Linked DNA regions of Rattus norvegicus: region 1 is linked to region 2. Evidence: chromatin contacts called from public Hi-C data. All regions are on one chromosome and are shown on one strand. The core of a region is the stretch at or near the end of the contact, and the rest is flanking DNA. Distances in the headings are between cores, read along the strand shown. Region 1 holds the start of Rev1 (REV1, DNA directed polymerase). Region 2 holds the start of Eif5b (eukaryotic translation initiation factor 5B).

Region 1 (2,700 bases), core at 113-2,612, 130 kb before region 2:
ATCAGAAATTGAAATATAATTGCTTATTCCTTGTAGAGCTCAGTTATTTTTCAGTCTCAAAATTAAAATTTTGCTCTTTTCCTTAACTGGAAATAACTGCTGTGTAGAGACAATTTTTACAAAGTCCCCACAAGCCTAATTGCCCCTTCCTTACCCCCAGTGGCATTTCATTACACAACCTGCTGGTGTTGCAGCTTAGAGCTCATTCTGAAACTCCTGAAATTACACTGTATCTATCTTTTCTATTGTGGGTCCGGAGAAACAGGCAACTCTCTGGGGGTATGGAGGGAATACTGAAGTTGAATTCATCAAGGAGAGCAAGCAAACGAAACAAGAGAGGGAGAGGTTAAAATTGAGACAGACATATATGTTTCAATGTATATATACATACAAATGTATATGTGTATATACAGAGAGAGAGAGATTTTATCCGAGTATCTCCTGTCTTTCTGGGAAAGGAGCCTCAGGTTTGCAAAGTCAGTTTTAAAAAGAGAACTGATTGTTTTCTAAGTGCCTGCAAACTCCTTTCAAATGTCTAAGCCGGAGAAGGACCCAAAGTGTTGAGCCTAGGGCGAGGAGTTGGTTGGCTCAATGTCTGAGCATTCCAACAATAAAGATTGTCACAATAACCACACAGTCTTCCATTGAACAGACACAACAGAGGCTGGGAAAATGAGCCTTATAAGACCACTGGTTTTTTTTTTTTTTTTTGCTAGAAGGTGTAATTGTATCTAAACATCCGTGAATAAATAAATGTGTGTAGCGGTTGTTTTTAAACCATCACAAGGGAAAGCAATTTTCATCAGGTCTGTGTGTTGCACGCGGGAAAGGCAGCAGCCGCAGGTGGAATGCGGGGTCGGCAGTGATAAGACTGTGCGGTGTCGTGTCTGGGCTCTGCCCAGCTGGCTGCCGGCAAGCGACCCTGCGTTCCGCAGAACGTTGTGGGCCGCGCGGTTCTCCGCTCGCCCAACGAGCATATGCCAGCCTGTGTGCGTCCTGGCCGCCGCTAGGTGGCGCCGCACATCAGTCGGAGCGCGCAGCAGCGCTCGGAGGACCCTGCGCGGTCGTCCACGGGGTTAGTCCGGGCACCCGCGCCCTCCGCGGCGGCTGGGGAGTCCGTGCGGGGTGGGGCGGGGCGCGGCTGCGCGTCGCTGCAGCACGATTAGCCAGCCAGCCCGGGCAGGAGGCAGCGTGGTGATGCGGCGGGCCCCGCGCCACCCCCGCCCAGCCAGCCGCACGGTCACGTGCCGCCGAGGCGCTGCTCGCCCCCCCTCTCCCGCGGGCGCCGGCGCGAGAGGAGGGCGGGGCCGGGGTCGCCTCGGGCCGGGCGCGAGCAGCGCGCGTGCGCCGCGCCCGGTGAGTGCGAGCGGGGCCGGGCCAGCCGGCCGCGGCAGGGACGGGAGGGGGAGCCGGGGCGCGCGCCGGAGCGGCGGCGGGGGAGGGGCGGAGGCGCGAGGCGGGCGCCGCGACTGAGGGAGCGTGGGCCGAGGCGCGGTGCGGCTCGGCAGCCGCCTGACCGGTTGCCTTCCCCGGCGTTCTCCTCTGCCGCTGCGAGGGCATTGAGCGGCGGCGGCGGCGCCCGCGGGCCTGAGGAAGCGGTCGGGCCCGGGCATGGTGGCCTGGGGCGGCGCGGAAGGTGAGCGACCCCCGGGCCGGCGGGTGGGGGAGGGGAGCCGAGCCGCCAGGGTCCGGGCCGCCGCCGCCCGCGCGGCCCGAGGCGCCGGGGCCTCGGCCGGGAGTCCGCGGTGCTGCCGCGAGGCCTCCTGTCCGCCGCACCGCGCCGCCCCTGCGCCTCGGGCCGCCGGGTTATGTAACGCGTGACCTCCCGTTCCCCCTCCACCCAGGCGCTGCCTCCCGCGCTCCGTCGCGCGCCCGCGGCCCTGCCTCCGCGAGTCCCGCCGCCGGCGTCGCAAGTCCCCCTTTCCTCTTGCGCCGGCGCCTGGCTGGCCATTCATTTCCTTGCGCGTTCGAGCGTCCGCTCCACCAGCGTTTGCAGAATGTGGCCGGGGCGCCCGGGGCCCGTGCCGCGTGCCGCGGTTCTCCGCTCGCCCCTCCGGTGCACCGGCTTCCTCCCTCCTGCCTTGCTCTCAGGGACCCCGGAAGCAGTGTGTTCCTCGCTCCTTTTCCCTTGTTACTTATCTGTCCCTTCCGTGTGCAGGACACCTGTCCCCAAGTGTCCGTACAGGTGCTCAGTTCATTGACACTTGGGTGTGCTGTTAAAACAACAGTCGGGGTAGACAGGCACTTGTCTGTTTGGAGGCTCTTCCTGTCCCCGGTTTGCAAAGCCCGTACCTTCCTGCAGTATCGTTCCGTAATTGTTTTAAAAAAACACTACAGGTGGTACATGCCTAGGATTTTACTGTGTTTTTCTTGGACCTGGCGGGTATAAAGTAGAAACGGTGTGTAGATTAAAAATAGAGACCTGGTAGAAAGGATTTAACTATTAGGGACTATGTGACAACTCTTAAATGATCTGCTTGGTCTCTGGCTCCTCTAGTCCTTTAGGTAGAATTATAATGTCATAATAGGAGTGCACATTAGTTCAGTTTAACGCTATCTCCATGAGTCAGTTTTCCCACAGAGGCAGTGCTTTGCCCAGACAAATGTCGCAAGAACACGCTTCCCGCCCTTCCAGTGCTGGACACTTGGAAGCTTACCATCCAGGAATTCAGTCTGGGAGAGTGCTTTCGCTCACTGCTT
Region 2 (2,700 bases), core at 14-2,513:
ACCTTTTTCTAGTCTCCTGATCTGATTAACAGTAACTTTCAGGCCACTCTTTAAGCCCCTACCCCCTTTCTAGAGTGCTCTACAGATCCCTCTCTGTTAACGCTCACACTTAAATCTGTAATAAACCCTGCTCCTCATAAACTCGAACTTTGCCACAAGAAACCCAGAATCTATTCTCCAGACCAGCTTACATTCCTAAAACCAAAATACAAGGCTAGTTTTAATTCTACTCGCCAGATAGCCAACTCGAGGTCCACAAACTTAACATTCCGATGTACGGTTAATAATAGCTGTAACTTCAAAACCTCGACTGTGAGAACCACGGCAATGGAGTGCCACAGGGCTTGGGTTTATGTTCGGTTACCTGTGGAGTTTTTAAAATAAGTTGAATGGCTACTGCTTAAAGATGAAACTGAACCAGATGGCTGCAGACTCCCAGGAAGTCAACTCAACCGAAAAAAGGTAAAAGAACATAATCGAACGTGACACGGGCATGCTCCCCAAAATTTCCGCCAAAGTAGCTCAGAGACCCTCCTCTCCCTGAAAAGACTTTTTTTTTAGGGTTAGAAAGCAGCGACCCCGAATGGTTCCTTCCCCTCCTTCTGTCTTATGGGAAGTGGTAGGAAGCCAAGACATACGCGAGAAAGACAGGCCGGAAGACGGAAAGCCAGAAAGCAGGAGTCTGGGCAACCGGCACTTTAAATAACCCCAGAAGTGTTTCCAACTTGGCATACAAGACGAGGGAGCCGCTGGGCCACCACTCCGCAGCCCCGAACAACTTCGAAGTTCCTGAGCTGCTCCGGGAGGCGTTCCCAGGGTCAGGGGCGGCGAGCGAGCCGCTCCCGGCCGGCCCTACCCTAGCTGCCAGGGCCCGGCTCGCACTCACCTGGGCCGTAGGCCTGGCTTAGCTGCGCCCGAGCCCGGCCCCACACCGCCCGGAACCCCCGCAAACGACCTCCGAGTGCCCCAGCCCCAAGCCTCGGACCGCAGTCCGAGCCCCGGCCGCGGGACGCGCCTCGTCGAGGTTCGCCCACCCAGGGCCCCGCGCGACGACCCCCGGCCCGAGCCCCGCCGCCTAACCTGTCTTCGCTCTTGTTTTTCTGTTTCTTCCCCATCGCTTGTCAGCGGCGCTCGTGGCCACGGCCCCTCGGTTCGGTGTCTCACAGACCCACTGTCTCCCAGCCGACTCCAATGCCCGCTCGGCTCGGTCCCCCTCGCGCCGCCGCCTCTCGCACCCGGCTCTCCACAGACCCGCGCACTGGGACAGGGCACATATGGTGTGAGCCCTCAGTACGCAAGCGCATCGCCCCGCCGCCTCGGCGTGGGGACGCAGGGCGCGGCTCATCGAGAGCGGCGCTTCGGCTAGAGCGTCTGGAGTTGACCCGCCGGCCAGGTGGGAACTCGAGCGCCCCCTAGCCGCAAGTGAGCGCCGCGCACCGACGCCCAGCAGCTCCCGGGTTCTAGAACCTGGAGGAGGACAATGAGGCCGTTCATTTCCCACTGTCAAGCACCCTCCCCGGGGCTGGCATTCGACGCCGAAGTGGGACTGAAAACTCCCCTCGCCTCAGCTGCGGGAAGTCCACTGCAGGACCACAAGGAGCCAATGATGAGCTTTCTGGGGTTGGCAGGACCAAAAACAGAAACAAAAACAAAAATACCAATTCAGACACTGAATTGTCAACTGTGTACTTCTATTAAGGGAAAAAGACATAAGGGCACAGCGACCGGACCCCTAATATGAATCTTCTCATGAGCAAGTTCTAAAAATGCATGTGTGTAAGATAAAATGGGGAGGGAAGATCCTGGAGTGGTGAAATTTTTCTCCATATGTTTTTGTGCACTGTTATAGTGTGAGCTGTGTACAAATTTATAGCATACTGGAAGCTACACTTTAGAAACTATTAAACGCAAGGCAAACGAAGCCCCTCTGTCACTCAAGCGCAAGACCCGGCTCGTTTCCACGTAGCTTTGCGAGCTGGGACCCGCAGTCAGTGCATAAAAACTACATTCCCCAGCGTCCTTAGCGCCCATCCCTCCGGCCATTAGCCCACGTGAAGTGTAGGCTCAGAAGTCAGTAGTTCCGGGTGGCGAAGGATAAGAGCTTCTCCGAGGCTTTCGTCACTCTCCACCGCCCCTTCCGCAGGTTATATCGCGAGAGGGCTGTAGCCAATGAAAAGGTGGAGCTGACAGCTCATTCGCCGCCCTTAACAATTGCTGTGAGGTTGAAACCTGCGTGAACCTGGTCGGTGCTCTTGGTCTGCGGCTCCCTCTCTCCGTAGGCTTCACCAATAATCCAGGTACGGCAGAGGGTTCTGTAGCCGATCTTGCCACTGCGTCCCCGTGTAGATGAAGGACACACATCGGCTGCACATCCGGCTGGGCTGGGGGCGGCTGGGAGGGCCTCGTCTGGGCGGCTGCGGAGGCTACGGCGCATGCGCCCCAGTTAGTGCGAACTAGCGTCCTCCCCACCCCCCGGAACTCCTCCACCAGTCCCTTGAGCTCAGGGAGTGGCGAAGAGTCCGCTGACAGGTACACGGGGTTAGGGTTTCGGGTAGGAGTTTGTAGGGGAACAAATAAGTGTCAGCCCCCCCAGTTCATCGGTAAGAGTAATACTTAACAAATAGAAAGTTATGGGGAACCACTAAGCTACACATCCTTAGCCCCACCTAACCCAGCGCAGCACTTATTAGTCTCATGAAG

What was found. Hi-C and Micro-C count contacts between places; a contact is called where the count stands out from the background.
Region 1: a contact with region 2 is called in a Hi-C map of liver, with 2.9 times the contacts expected there. The contact joins the promoter of Rev1 here to the promoter of Eif5b in region 2. A contact is called at or near these places in 6 of 12 Hi-C or Micro-C datasets (frontal cortex, hepatocytes, kidney and 3 more).

The regions. Positions count from the first base shown.
Region 1 is chr9:47,845,989-47,848,688 of GRCr8, reverse strand. Rev1 (REV1, DNA directed polymerase) reads left to right here and starts at 1,362. Exons shown (of 23, transcript NM_001394129.2): 1 at 1,362-1,636.
Region 2 is chr9:47,717,269-47,719,968 of GRCr8, reverse strand. Eif5b (eukaryotic translation initiation factor 5B) reads right to left here and starts at 1,263. Exons shown (of 24, transcript NM_001110141.1): 1 at 1,081-1,263. The coding sequence starts at 1,115. Txndc9 (thioredoxin domain containing 9) reads left to right here and starts at 2,208. Exons shown (of 5, transcript NM_172032.2): 1 at 2,208-2,297.